Linked DNA regions of Mus musculus: region 1 is linked to region 2. The links are chromatin contacts, called in public HiChIP or PLAC-seq maps. All regions are on one chromosome and are shown on one strand. The core of a region is the stretch at or near the end of the contact, and the rest is flanking DNA. Distances in the headings are between cores, read along the strand shown.

Region 1 (7,262 bases), core at 1,058-3,557, 190 kb after region 2:
AGTTGCATGTAACTTCTTTGAGTAGTGCTAAGTAAGTAGTAGTGCTTAAAAACAACAACAACAAAAAAAGAAAAAAGGTTAAGTTTAGACTTACGCAAATAAGGCTGAAAATGGGACAGTTTGTAAGTTTGTAGAGGGCAAGATGAAATCTCACTCAGGAGGTGTTGGTGGTAAGACAATGGAAGTATTTTTATTAATGTGGTTGTCAATTTTCAGATCATGATGATGAAAAAGGGACTCTACTATGTTATTATTTTTAAAGGTGTATCGTATTTGTGGGTGTACAAGCTCTAGTAGCTGTATGTGTAGGTACTACTCTAGCCATCTTTCTAGCCCTGCATTTTAATTATTTGAGGTTATGAGATACCCACTGTACATCTTGAGTCCACAACTGATGAGAGAAGAACCAGATGAAACTTAAATTCAGTGGGCATTTACTGAGTAACACATGTCAGGTGGTGGGCTTACAGAACACATGAACAAGGTGAAAAGAAAGAAACCAGTGTCTACCCTTGCATTCACAGAAAAAGACACATGACTGCAGCTAGCTACAGCACCCAATTGTATACTAGGTGATCAACACATAATGGGTTAACAATGCTGTGAATACTATGGAATAGAAAACTGAATATGAAGGGATGAGAAGGAACATAATGAAAGACAGTTTCGTAGTTTTGAATGTGGTCTGCAAAAATATTTTAAAGGAATTTTAATTTAAAGAAATACTTAGATAGGCAGAAATTAGGAATGAGATGTACCCCAAGTCATACTGAGTGTGAAAAATTGATCATGGCTCACTAGTGAGGTCTAACATGCAGGTGGAAAAGTAGAGGGCAGATTAACAAATAGTCAAAATTAGTTTTCTAGGGCTGGAGAGAAGGCTCTTTTGTTAAGAGCACTGGCTGCTCTTCCAGAGGATCTGGGTTCAATTTCTAGCATCTACATGGTGGCTTATAACTGTTAACTCTACTCCAGGGGATCTGACACCCTCACACAGACATGCTCATGAAGGCAAAACACCAATGCACATAAAATAAATACTAAATGTTAAAAAAATTAGCCTTTTTTCTTAAAGCTACTAAGATTTTAGCCTGCGTTTACATTACATATCAGGATGCGAAGGCCCAGATGATTAAAGTCGTTCACATAAGACTTGCTGGAGTACACACTGAGTTCAGAGTGCTCTCTACAGAGATGCCGCCTGGATGCTGCTGTCAGTGCTCCAGTCACTAGGGCTATGAAGAGGAAGACACTGCAGCAATAAGCAATGGACTGAGAACTAGGGTACTGCTGCTGTGTAAACTAAGGGACAGCAATGTCAGGAAGTAGTTCAATGAGCAAATGTTGCAGAGATTTCAAAACTAGGAGACAAATTTTGTGTAAAGTAGGAGAAGCAAAATCAGACTGCACACTTTACTAAGAAAAGAGTAACACCAAGATGAAGACACCATGCTCAAGATAATCAACTTTTTCTCAAAACTTGACAGGAGACAGGAAGCTCCAAGAAGGAATTTTCAATTGGTATTTTATATTATCCCATTTTGCTTATTTATTCATTTATTTATTTTTCCCTGCAACAGAGATAGAGAAATGAAAAGTTTTAAAAGTAAAATGTGTCAACAGATATTTATTCTAATGTTGCTTACCACTGTTTTTACTTATAAATGTAGAAAATGAGAGTTTCCTGGGGTCATTTAAGAAGTAACCTCAAACTCTCAATTAACCATGGAAGACATGCACTGCATTATATACTTAAGAACTGAAGGTTTGAATTAGTTTACTATTTGTCTTTAAGGCTAGTCTAGTTTTCCAGAACAAGAGCATTTAAAGCATAAAGCTGCCAAGTCACACAGACCGCACACCTTAGAAGCATGGCTGGGAAGTGCTAGTCATGGTTCTGCCCACCATGCTAAGCACTGGGCGGTCTCACTCCCTACCCAGAGGGCAAGGTGCCATTTAAATAGGAATGCAAGTAGAGCGTTCCTCTAGATTAACCCTGAAGGTTGACCAGTTTGAAATTCTTTAGAAGGATTTTAAATGAACCTTGTGAGTGCCCATTTGGATCTCTTCCTCATTATCACAGCTGGCGGCTCTAGCAAAGTCTTCCACATCTTGCCATTCCTTATTGCTTTCCTTATGGAAGCACAGCCGCGTGCCTGAAGTTGAATTAGAAAGAAGGGATCAGATTACAAGCCTGCTGTGCTACCAAGGCAGCTGCAAATCATTTAAGTACTTCTTTACCTTTCAGAAAGCAGTGCCAAATGGTGGATGGCCAGGAATTGCACCAGCCCAGATCATCATCATCTGACAGGGAGGACATACAGAAAATGCCTGACTCTGACTCACTGTTTGCCTGTACAGAGAAAACAGAAACTTCTGTTTTGTTATTTTTAAAAGATCTTTTAATACCTCTTTTAAACTCGAGCTTTCAAATAAATATAACTTAGTTGTAAGATTAAGGAAAGTAAGCTTTCACTATTGAAGGACTTTTTTTCTTGAAGTTTTAAATACTGTCATCTGTAATAAATTTTCTTAAAAATAGAAATACAGAATCAAATGCATATAATGAACAATGAAATATTTTTGTGCATCTGTATGTTCTTCAAAACAATCTCTCAGATTGGGGAAAGGTAATGTTTTCAACCACTGTATAAACTTTGTAGAAGTTTGACTTCATGAATAAACTCACCCTTTCATGTCTTACTGGTGTTTCTTCCTTCCAGTGGTCATGAGGGAAGGCTGGCCCACTTTTTGAAGAAGAGGACACTGGTGGTGGGCGTGCATAGGAATGTAAACTTTTGCTAGTAGCTATGATGTGTACAGGAGATGATCTAAAATAAAGCAGTTTTTATTATCAGTGTAGGCAGGTCCATAACGAACATCTTTTCTCTTGATAACAGCATATTGCTAATGCTGTTACACAAGAGACAACTATGGAAAGCTCTAGTAAAGACAGCAAGCTGTCCCTTGAACTTATCATTAACCTTCCTCATATATAAACTCACTGGTATATGTTAAAGTGTTCTTTCTTATCGAAGACTCATCACATTTTCTTAAGCTTTTTAAAAATCAAAAGTGGCAAGGAACTTGGGATTTTCCTGCCCCAAGGTCAGGGATTGCATGTATGTACACTACACCTGATTCCCATCTCTTTTATTCCCATACAGATAAATATGCATATCATTATGAAGTAAATACCCATCTATTTCTTAACTCCGAAAACTCAACAGTACTAACCTGGCCAGCCATGTATCACTGGGTGAACTGCCTTAAGTAAAACTACAAATAGAAAACAGCCTGCTTGCCGGGCGTGGTGGCACACACAATTAATCCCAGCACTCGGGAGGCAGAGGCAGGCAGATTTCTGAGTTCGAGGCCAGCCTGGTCAACAGAGTGAGTTCCAGGACAGCCAGGGCTATACAGAGAAACCCTGTCTCAAAAAACCAAAAGAAAAGAAGAGAAGAGCCGAGCCTGTTTCCATTTGTAAGAAGACACTGTTTCTGTGAGTTACACATAAGCATACAGATGTACCGTCACTTTCCCACAAGGATCACTTACACACTGGCTTCCTTCCCTAGCAAAGTCTCTACTGAGCAGTGCTCTTTCAAGCCCAGCAGGGATCCCAAGGACACACTAAGCTCAGAAGGCTTTAGACACCAACCTTCAGTAATTCACACAGTTAACAGCTCATGAGTACTTGCACAGGTCATCACGAACAGTGATGTAAAACAGGGAAGAAAGCAGGACTGGTGAGCAGCAGAGAAAACACCTCCAAGAATAAAACTACACCCCGGGGTACAGTCCCTTAACTTCTGCATTTATAATCATTCTCCTCTTGGCTTACTACTTCCCATGAGCCTCCCTTTCTCTGCAGTATTACAGAGAAACTCATGTTTTTATCCTGCACATGCTCAGTAAACTCTCTTCTACAGAGCTGTGCCTCAGCCCTTCTATAAACTGTAACCTGGATGTGAAGATGAAAGAATGGTAATACTTAACATCAGGGTAGCTTATTAGTAAAGTTCTTCCCAGCCTGCAAACTGCCCTAGGTTAAACAGATTACTGTGAAAAAGAGGAATATAGAGGAAATGATACTCTGAAAGAGAAATTTCCTTCCCTATGGAAATTTACACAGAATTTAACTGAATTGAATTGCTCAATCAAGACCAATCTCCTGCAAAATAGACAAGCATACCTTAACAGAATGCAAGGTAGCTAGGCTTTCATGTTTATATCATGTGTAGCACAATATTGTACAACTGGGGACCAATACCAAAGTCCAGAGTTCCTTCTACTTGGCTAGCATAGTCTCATCTAATTCTTCCAACAGAGTGAAAACTGGGGCATTTCTCCAAGCTGTTATATTTAGTAAAATGATACTTACTTAGGTCTCCCTAGGAATACCAACTGGGATTTTCCATAGTTTCAATGCAGATTAACCCATTTTCTTGACCTTTGGTCTAGATGAAGTAATTTTATTACTGGGACTCTAAGGTGGTTTTTGTTTAATGTTTAGATTTACTTCCATTACGTATATGAGTGTTTTGCTGGATTGTCAGCGCACCATGTGCGTGCCCGGTGCCCAAGTAGATCAGAAGAGGGCATCAGATTCCCTGGAACTAGAATTAACAGAGGGCTGGATGTAAACTGCCATGTGGGTGCTAGGAATCAAACCTGGGTCATCTAAAAGAGTGCTCTTAACTGAGCTACATCTCCAGCTCCTACTTTAAGATCAGCAAACCTCAGAATTAGCGAAGATAATCAAGGTTACACACACAATGGAAAAATAATTATAGAACACAATGAAACAATCTACAGTTGATAAAAGTTTAAAATACATTGTTTAATTATGGTTCTTTAAACAAATAATTTTTATTTTTAAAAATTTATAAAAGTAGACAAGAGTGAAACCCTGTCCCAAAACACCAAAAAATAAATTTCAGAATGATATAAAAATTTTTTTATAAAAGTATAAAGTATTTTTTTTACTTTTGAAACACATATTTTTATGCTATATTTTCTCATAGTGTTATTTGATTTTCAAAACAATGAAATCATCTTTGATCGTTATAAACATTAATTCCAGTGACTTTAAACATTAACCATCCATTGAATAGCTAATGCCATTACTGTAAAATTAGAAGATTTCAAAACAGTAACTTTTTGAAATTAAAATGTCTTTTTCATTTATGTGTGTGCACAAGCACTACAGCATGTATGAAGTGAGAGGACAACGTGCAGGTTTGCGCCCTCAGGCTTGGTGGCAAGCTTCTTACCCACTGAGCTACCTACTATCTTGCTGGCCCTAATGATGCAAGTTTGAAATGCAAACATAATCCATGCTCCTACCTGTTATAAAATGAGCACTGCATCAGGGGACTTTGTGGACTAGTGGCAATATTTGCTAACTCTGTTAGCCAGTCCACCTCATCTTCACGGTGAGTATTTTCCGGTATATCTGAGGTATTCTGGCTCCAAGATGATCTTGGATATTCTTGATGAGATACATCTGAACTTAGCTGGTATATGGCAGATTGGGTAGGGTCACTTTGAACAGCCTGAAGTTCAGGAAGGTCATCTGGAAATAAGCCCAAGATTATTATTTTTTAAATATTATAATTAATAATATAGTAACTTCAGTTAGGAATATACATATTTAACTAATTTGCTAGGAAAAATAAATTCAAAATTAAAACCAGTCATTTGTTGACAGAAAAAATTTTCAATGTAAGCAATACCTGTCCATGCCTGCAGGATAAACACAATGGATGTGAATACAGCAATGGTTCACTGCCTGAAACATTTAACTAGAAGAGGTCAGAGGCTGAAAATCAAGGTTCAGTTTGTTTTCTATACCTCATCTCGATCTATATACCAGATATGTTCCTACGTTAACAGATTAATGAAGAAAGGGGCATTTAATGTATACATATAGTTGTTATATATAAACTTTATTGGCTTGTTAAACAAGTAACTGCAATATTGAAGGCAATTCCTAACAATGAGACCAGAGAGCATACTGTCAAGTTTTCAGTAGTGCTACTTAATACAAATCTACTTTTTTGTGAGTTGGGTATCATGATACATGCTTAAAGTCCAGTATTTGGGAGGTTCAGACTGCTGGACTCCAAGTTTGTAGCCAGCACCGGTAATACAAGACCCTGACTCAAAACAACAAAGAAACAGAGAAAGTGGATTCTATTAAGTCTGTTTTCAGTTCTTTTATTTAGCTGGACTTGGTGATGCAGGCTGTAAACCAGTATTTTAAGAAGCTGATATAGAAAAGCTGATAGAGAGTTCAATGTCAGCCTGACAATCAAAACAGTAAGGCAGTATTCCCAATTCTCTATTTAGTGCTACCTTTCCCCAGTGCATTATCCCCAAAGGTAGATCACAGAACCTAGCTGTTTGAAGGAAAAATTAGGAAACTACCCAAAATTGTGAAATTCGTTAAAAGATGGGGTGGGAGGAGGGGAGGAACCTCACAGGCCTTCTACCTACCTACCTACCAACCAACCAACCAACCAACCAACCAACCAACCAACCAACCAGGCATGGTAGTGTACTCTTTTAATCCCAGTACTCAGGAGGCAGAGACAAGTGGATCTCTTGGAGTTCCAGGCTTGGTCTGCATAGTTAGGACAACCAGAGCTACATAATAGAGATCCTGCCTCAAAAAGAGGAAATACAAAAAACAAAAACAAACAAACCAACAAAAGTAACAGAAATCTCCTCGAAAAAGCACTCACACACATGCACATGCTCTCTACAGATCTGCAGGGTCCCTTAAATATGCAAGGCAGGAAAAACTCTTCTAAGGGCTGCAGAGATACTCAGCAGTTACGAGAACTGGCAGCTCTTCTAGAGGACCCAGGTTCAATTCCAAGCATCTACATGGAGGCTAAGAACGGTCTGTACTCCAGGACCAGATCTAATATCCTCTTCTTGCTTCTTTAGGCATCAAGAACCCATATGGTTCACAGACATATATTTAGGCAAAACACCCATACATGTAAGATAAAAAAGAAAAACTTTAAAAATTACATACAAATATCAATAATGAAAGAAAATTCCTTATAAAGTTGTGCCATCACCTCGTTTGGAACTTCTACTGAAAAAGTATAATCTAATCTCAAATAATCCTTTCAACTGTATCTTCCTGAATAATCAATGTTCTGTACTATCCCTCTGTGAACATTAACTATTCTGCTTTATGCTATGTAGTAATGACCTCGCTTTACCATGTTTTTAATGACAGCAGT
Region 2 (6,906 bases), core at 864-3,363:
AGATACATTTAACTATGATTAGTGAAAGGTGAGAGAAGAGTGTCATTGTCAGCTTTGATGTGTAGCCTCAGGTCACTGCTCTTGAAAACCATAGTTGTGCTTTTTGTTCTTCAGGAAAACAAAGATGGCGAATGCTGCTGTTGCTGCTTCTGCTAGTGCAGCAGGAAGGTCCCCAGAATCCCAGGGGTCCAGGATTAGGAGGCTGTGCCTTCCATGGGAGACTTGTCATCTGCCTTAGGAACTGTGGTCATGGTCAAGGGTATGGGGGTTCATGGAAGTAAAAGCCAAAGACAAGGAGTGGACCCATCACCAAGCTGGACCACCTGGTCAAGGGCATGAAGATCAAGTCCCTGGCGGAACTCTTGCTGTTCTCCTTGCCCATTAAGGAATCTGAGATTATTGAGGTTTTTCCTGAGTGCATCCCTGAAGGGGGAGGTTCTAAAGATCATGCACACGAGGCTGGTCAGGAAACCAGGTTCAAGGCTTTTGTTGCTATTGGGGACTACAGTGGTCATATTGGTCTTTGTGTTAAGTACTCCAAGGAGGTAGACACTGCTGTCTGAGGGACCATCATCTGGGCTAAGCTTTTCATCGTCCCAGTGCAGAGAGGCTATGGGGGAAACAAGATTGGCACTGTGACAGGCCACTGTGGCTCTGTAGTGATGTGTATCATCCCTGCCTCGAGAAGCACAGCGTCCATCTTTGTCCCTGTGTCCGAGAAGCTACTGATGATAGCTGGTATTGATGTCTGCCACACATCTGCTAGGTAGGGCTGCACTACTACCTTGAGCAACTTTGCCAAGGCCACCTTTAATGCCCTCCTCAAGACTTAGAGCTCCCTGACCCCCCAGCCTCAGGAAAGAAACTTCACAAATCGAGCAGTGGTGGTGCACACCTTTAATCCGAGCACTTGGGAGGCAGAGGCAGGTGGATTTCTGAGTTTGAGGCCAACCTGGTCTACAGAGTGAGTTCCAGGACAGCCAGGGTTATACAGAGAAACCCTGTTTCGAAAAACCAAAAAGAGAGAAAGAGAAAGAGAGAGAGAGAGAGAGAGCGCAAGCACGAGCGAGTGGGGAGGGGAGGGAGGGAGGGAGGGAGGAAGGAAGGAAGGAAGGAAGGAAGGAAGGAAGGAAGGAAGGAAGGAAGAAAGAAAGAAAGAAAGAAAGAAATTTCACAAATTTTCTTTATCAGGAACTCACTGGCCATCTTGTGAAAACCCATTCCATTCAGAGGACTCAGGCTCTAGCTGTAGCTACCACATAAGGGTTTTTAATAGAAGAAAAGCAAAGTGAATTAAGTCATTAAAAAAGAAAAGGAAGGAAGGAAGGAAAAGAGAGAGAAGAGAGAAAGAAAAAGCGCAGTTATTTGAAGTTTCCCATAATTTGCTTTACGTCTTACTGCATTATCTTAAGTTGTTCTATGGTGTGGTCTATGCATGTAACTTTGCTTATGGAAAAAGGCCATAGCCTGCGCATAGTCAAGAGATGATTGTGTTGGTCTTTTTAAGAATTTCTTTTAAAAATTGTTTATTTTTATTTTGTATGTATTGGTGTTTTCCCTGCCTGTGTCTGTATGAGGATGTCAGATCCCCTGGAATGGAGTTACGACAGGTGTAAGCTGACTTGTGGGTGCTGGAAATTGAACCTGGGTCTTCTGGGAGAGCAGCCAGTGCTCTTAACTGCTGAGCCATCTCTCTAGACCTTAGAGATGATCTTTAAGATCAGAGAAATTATGCTTTTTTTTAAAGTTTATTAATGTATTTTTATGATATGAAATGATGAAGTTCATGATAATATTTTTATTTAAGTATATCATGTACTTCAACCCTATTCATCCCTCCTTCTCTGTCCTTTTTCCGTCCTGTTTGTCCCTTCATCCTTCCAGCAGTCCTCATTCTACTTCCTGGGTTCCGTATATAAGAAAAGTCATGGCTTCTGGCTCTGACTCTGATTATTTGTCTTTGTGTGCTCATCTCCAGTTCCATTCATTTTCTTGAAAATGACATATTTGTCCTTTTTATCGCCACCAAATCTCATGATGTACCTGTTGTGAATAGTGCTGCAGTAACCATGGATGCAGTGTCTGCAGTGCCTGCTTAGGTTTCCTAGGAGTGGTCACCTGGGTCACGTGGGACCCCATAGAGACTACATACATTCCTGCTGGTATGTAAGGGTTCCTCTATCCCTGTACCTGTACAGCATTTGTTCCGTTCTCATGATGCCGTTCTGATTATAGTGAGGCAGAATCTCAGGGCAGTTCTGACCTGAGTTTCCCTCATGAGCAAGAGACAATGTTGAATTTTTTTTTTCATGTTTTCTGGTCATCTGTACTTATTTTGATGAGAACTGTCTGTTCATTGGGTAGATTTTTTTTTTATTTTTTAAAATTCTTTATCCTAAATACCTAGATATCCTAGGTACTAAAGAAGACTAATGTCTTCTCTAGTTTCTCTCTGTAGTGTTTTTGAGTTTTCATTGCAGAGGTCTTTCACCTCCTTGGTTAAGTTTATTATTAAGTTTACATTTTTTTTTAGCGTTATTTATTTATTTATTATATGTAAGTACACTGTAGCTGTCTTCAGACCCTCCAGAAGAGGGAGTCAGATCTCGTGATCGGATGGTTGTGAGCCACCATGTGGTTGCTGGGATTTGAACTCCTGACCTTCGGAAGAGCAGTCGGGTGCTCTTACCCACTGAGCCATCTCACCAGCCCCCTTAAGTTTACATTTTTGCATTTATTCCTTTGATTGCAGCTATGTAACAGCTACCAGCTGTATAAAGGCTTCTCCTGGGCTCTCTTTGCCCGAGTAGTAGCTTTTGTTTCTGTGCAGAAGCTTTTTAGTTCTAGGCAATCCTATTTGTCAGTTTTTGGTGTTACTTTTTTTTTTAAACTGTGGGTGCAGTTTTTAGAAAATTCTTGTTTATGCCTGTATCTAAAGTATTTCTCTTTAGCAGTTTCAAAGTCTTACATGAGGGCTGTTGGTCCACTTTTAGCTGTTGTATATGATGAGAAATGAGATTCTAGTTTCATTTCTTTATATGTGAATATCCAGGTTTCCCAGCTCCACTTACTAGAGAGGTTATCTTTTCTCTATTGTATATTTTTTGGCAACTTGGTAAAAAGACACACACACACACACAGAAACAGACACGCACACATACACACCATGTGGCTGGGGTTGCATAGCTTCATTTCTGTCTTACATACTATTCCATGGTGTGTATGTCTCTGTGGGTGTGTGGACCTACCAGTACCTTGCTATTTTTGTTTCTACGGCTGTATAGTATAGAAATTATGATCCTGTTGTTGCTCTTTCTCCCCAGAATTGTTTTGGTCTTTTGTGCTCCCATGTGAATTTTAGGATTTTTTTTTGTTTGTTTGTTTGTTGTGTGAAAGATTGCATTGAGATTGTTTAACTCTTTTGGTAATGTAGCCTTTTCACAGTATTAATTTTTCCTATCCATGAATAGCAGAAGTTTCCCATCTTCTAGTGTCTTCTCTAGTTTTTTTCTAAAGTGCTTTCAAGTTTTCATTATAGAGGTTTTTCACATCCTTGGTTAAGTTTATTATGTTTACTATGTTTAAAGTTTTTGTTTTATTGGTTCATTTGATGGTATTGCAAGTCATTTTCCCTCCGATTTTTTTCCTCAGTACGTTCTTTAATGATTAATAGATAAACTACCGAGTTTTGTACATTAGTTTTGTGTCCTGCTTATTTGCTGAAAGTGTTCATCACATCTGATTGTGGGTAGGGATGTCAAACTGACTCCTTATTACCACAGTGCAGAACTGAAAGTACATGGAGCGGGCTGGTGAGATGGCTCAGTGGGTAAGAGCACCCGACTGCTCTTCTGAAGGTCCGAAGTTCAAATCCCAGCAACCACATGGTGGCTCACAACCACCCATAATGAGATCTGATGCCCTCTTCTGGTGCCTCTGAAGACAGCTACAGTGTACTTACATATAATTAATAAACAAACAAACAAACAAACAAATCTTTAAAAAAAAGAAAGTACATGGAGCAAGTAGAAGTTAGAAATGGCGTAAGTACTTTCCTTGCCTCTGTGACTGTGGGCAGTTGGTGGTACTTACCTTTATGTGAAGCTACCATCTCGTGTTTACAGATTTCCTTATTCATCATCTAGGGCTCCTAGGTGAGATTGAGTGAATTTGACCCAGCTACTTTAATAGAAAGAATTCACTAAAATATATGAAGAGTGTGTGAAGAGAACAATGTTTTAAGATGGTCAGAATCAGATAATGGTGCTAAGAATGGCCTAGATTTGCAAACAGATAGCTTCATGGGGACCATTCCAGCATCTGCATCGGAGTCAACGCTTGTGTTGTTTCTGACTCACATTCATTGGCTGAATCCTACCGTCCATTGTGGATGTAGGAAGTGAGGCTTTGGGCAGGTCATCTCCCAATGGGATCAGTGTTCTGTAAAAGAAATTTGGGGTAGCTTTTTTGTCCTCTTATGACAATACAAGTCTGAAAACATGCAGAAAGACCTTCATTAGAGTCCAGCCTTACTGGTAAACCTGGTCTTGGAAGAGTACTTCCAGAGCTATGAGAAATCTTTGATGTTTTTTATTTGTTTTTTAACCTGTCCAAATTATATTACTTTACGATAGCAGCCTGGAATAACACAAATAGTATTTCTCGTCTTTACTACTTAATAATGGGCAATTCTTTTGTCATTCACTTTCATATGTAAAGTGGCATGAGTAGATAAAACACTAGCTCCCTGTAGTCAGTCTATTACATGAAAAACACAGGTTCTTATAAACAAACTACTGACTGTGGCCTGATGACAGGTTTGTGTCATTTCGTATTGTGTATAAACTAGTCTGGCTGATGCGGTCACTCTATTTCCTAAGTGTGTTCTCTAGGTGTTAGTCCTAGTATAGAGCTTATGAAATCCAAGGGAAAAGTGCTAAGGGTGACATTATCATGCCTAATGACTATTTAGAGGAGTATTATTATAAAGAAACCTGCTCTGTTTGACTAAGAATTTCCTAGATTATTATAACAGCAGTTAAGTTTCTGAAGTCAGTTTTCACTAAGCATTACTATTTTGGAACACTTACCCCTGCGAGAATCGGTTCTTAAAATACCCATGATTAGTAATTAAGTCAGGTGCTATGCTGCTTACCTGTACTTCTAAGTAAGTGGGAATCTCGGGTAATATTTGAGCCCCGGAGTTAAGGCCAGCCTTGATAATATAGCATGGCTCTATTAAAAAAATTAATTTTTGGCATGTTTAGAAGAAAACTTTTTAATGTTTATTGTTCAACTTTTTTGGTAAAGAGGCTGCCTGGTTGATAATTACTTTTCTGGTTTGTCAACAAAGTTCTAATGTAAACGTAGGGCTGGTGCCTATTGTATATAGACAGTTTAGGGAGGTGTTAAAAAGGCTGTTTGTTAAAGGAGATCAAAGTCATGCAGATGCTCCTCCTATAATGTGTAATTATAGTGAAGAGGAGAATGGTTCAGTAAGCCCAGGGGCTTGTTTGATGCCTGTGTATTCAAATGTTATTCCTTAAAAATAGTTTTATTGAGAGGTATGCTTGATATGCAATAACCTTACTTGTCTAAGGTATACAACTTGATAAATTTGAGCATTATTTATTTGAATGCCTGAGACAAAGCCTTAACACATTCAAGCTAAATGTACTTACCATTTCCAAAGTTTCTCCAGAGCCCTCTCCTTCCCCAGAGAACCGTTGACCTACATTGAGTTGTATCTGTATGATTTGTTTGTTGCCTCTTTTCATTTTAATGATTGCTCTATCTCAGTGGTTGACTTGTTATTAACTGTTGTGTTTTATTTGTTGGAGTCTGGCATCTTTTTTTTTTTTTTTAAATGAGCTTCTCAGTCTTCTAGAATGAAAACATTCTAGATTAACATCATTAAAAACAGCTCTGATGAAGCAAAGTAACCACCACAAAAGGTACAGAAATCTCACTATTTACAGATGGATGGTATAGTACTGACTTACATCTGTAATACTACAGGGTAGGATTCTAAAGGCGTCATGCAGGCATGATTTTACTTGTCTAGCAGAGGGCCCACAAGATGGTATGACATAGCTCTCTCTAATAAAGTACAAAGAAATGTAATTTATTAGAATAATTCCCATTACTTATACAATGTTCTCTCTTGATGAACAACATTTGAAACTTTTTTTTCCTGAACAAAATAAAACTCCTAAACAAAAGAAAACAAAACAGACAAGTCATTGAATATATCAAAGATGGGTGAGGGGTAGCAAGCGAGACTCAGTCTAACCTGTCTTTTCCAAGTCTATAATGTTTGAGTAGTGAAAAGTGAAGAAAGAAAGGTGAAGTCCATTAATCCCCACTGGGGTCCAGGTTGACCTTGGACTCATTTCCCTCTATCTCAGCCACTTCCATACTCAGGCTATGGGCATGTGCTAATACCTTCAATGAGCACTATGCTCGTTGTTTTATACTATTTTTTTTTTTTTTTGGTTGATTTTTTTTCTAGTGCTTGAAAGGAGAGATCGTGGCTGCTCTTTCTGGCATGGCTGGTAGAACCACCAAATAAAGTTGCTAAAAAGGGAAAAAGATTTTTATATAAGTCCATGTTTTTAAATTATGTCACATGAGTAACATGGTTATTAGAAAATCAGGAAAAAAGGAGAAAGTCTGTTCAGAGAACAGATGGTGATACAGTGTATTTCTGTTGGCTCTGGCTTCCTTTGCATGACATATATGGAGTAGGTGCTAGCCAAGAGCAGATATGGTAAGATGCAGGAAAGAAAGCTATCACCCATTTTAATGGAAAGGATTTATCCTTCACCCTGGGTGAGACAGAGAGAAAAGAATAGGCTTTCAATGCTACGTTTCTCTAAAGCTTTGAAGAACGGGGAGATCAAACAT

The links. HiChIP or PLAC-seq counts read pairs in DNA pulled down with a chosen protein or histone mark.
Region 1: a contact with region 2 is called in an H3K27ac HiChIP or PLAC-seq map of embryonic stem cells, with 3 times the contacts expected there. The contact joins two enhancer-like sites. A contact is called at or near these places in 1 of 39 promoter capture datasets (embryonic stem cells), 7 of 484 Hi-C or Micro-C datasets (embryonic fibroblasts, embryonic stem cells, trophoblast stem cells and 1 more), 1 of 115 datasets of contacts at active chromatin or transcription factors (embryonic stem cells) and 3 of 9 other capture datasets (adipose tissue, embryonic stem cells and liver).

What each region holds. Positions count from the first base shown.
Region 1 is chr12:31,934,929-31,942,190 of GRCm38.p6, forward strand. It overlaps Cog5 (component of oligomeric golgi complex 5), which reads left to right. Exons shown (of 23, transcript NM_001163126.1): 23 at 2,249-2,702. Hbp1 (high mobility group box transcription factor 1) reads right to left here. Exons shown (of 11, transcript NM_153198.3): 3 at 5,350-5,578; 4 at 2,690-2,831; 5 at 2,242-2,353; 6 at 2,044-2,156. Among named protein-coding and RNA genes, the nearest start is that of Hbp1, 12 kb to the right of the region's middle. Within about 2 kb of position 2,308, at least 34 of the 459 cell types and tissues checked have an H3K27ac peak or open chromatin away from gene starts, as enhancers often do. A contact at or near this core is called in embryonic stem cells, where this site is marked.
Region 2 is chr12:31,747,933-31,754,838 of GRCm38.p6, forward strand. All of the region lies in intron 6 of Cog5 (component of oligomeric golgi complex 5), which reads left to right. It also overlaps the pseudogene Gm18029. Among named protein-coding and RNA genes, the nearest start is that of Gpr22, 38 kb to the left of the region's middle. Within about 2 kb of position 2,114, at least 13 of the 459 cell types and tissues checked have an H3K27ac peak or open chromatin away from gene starts, as enhancers often do. A contact at or near this core is called in embryonic stem cells, where this site is marked.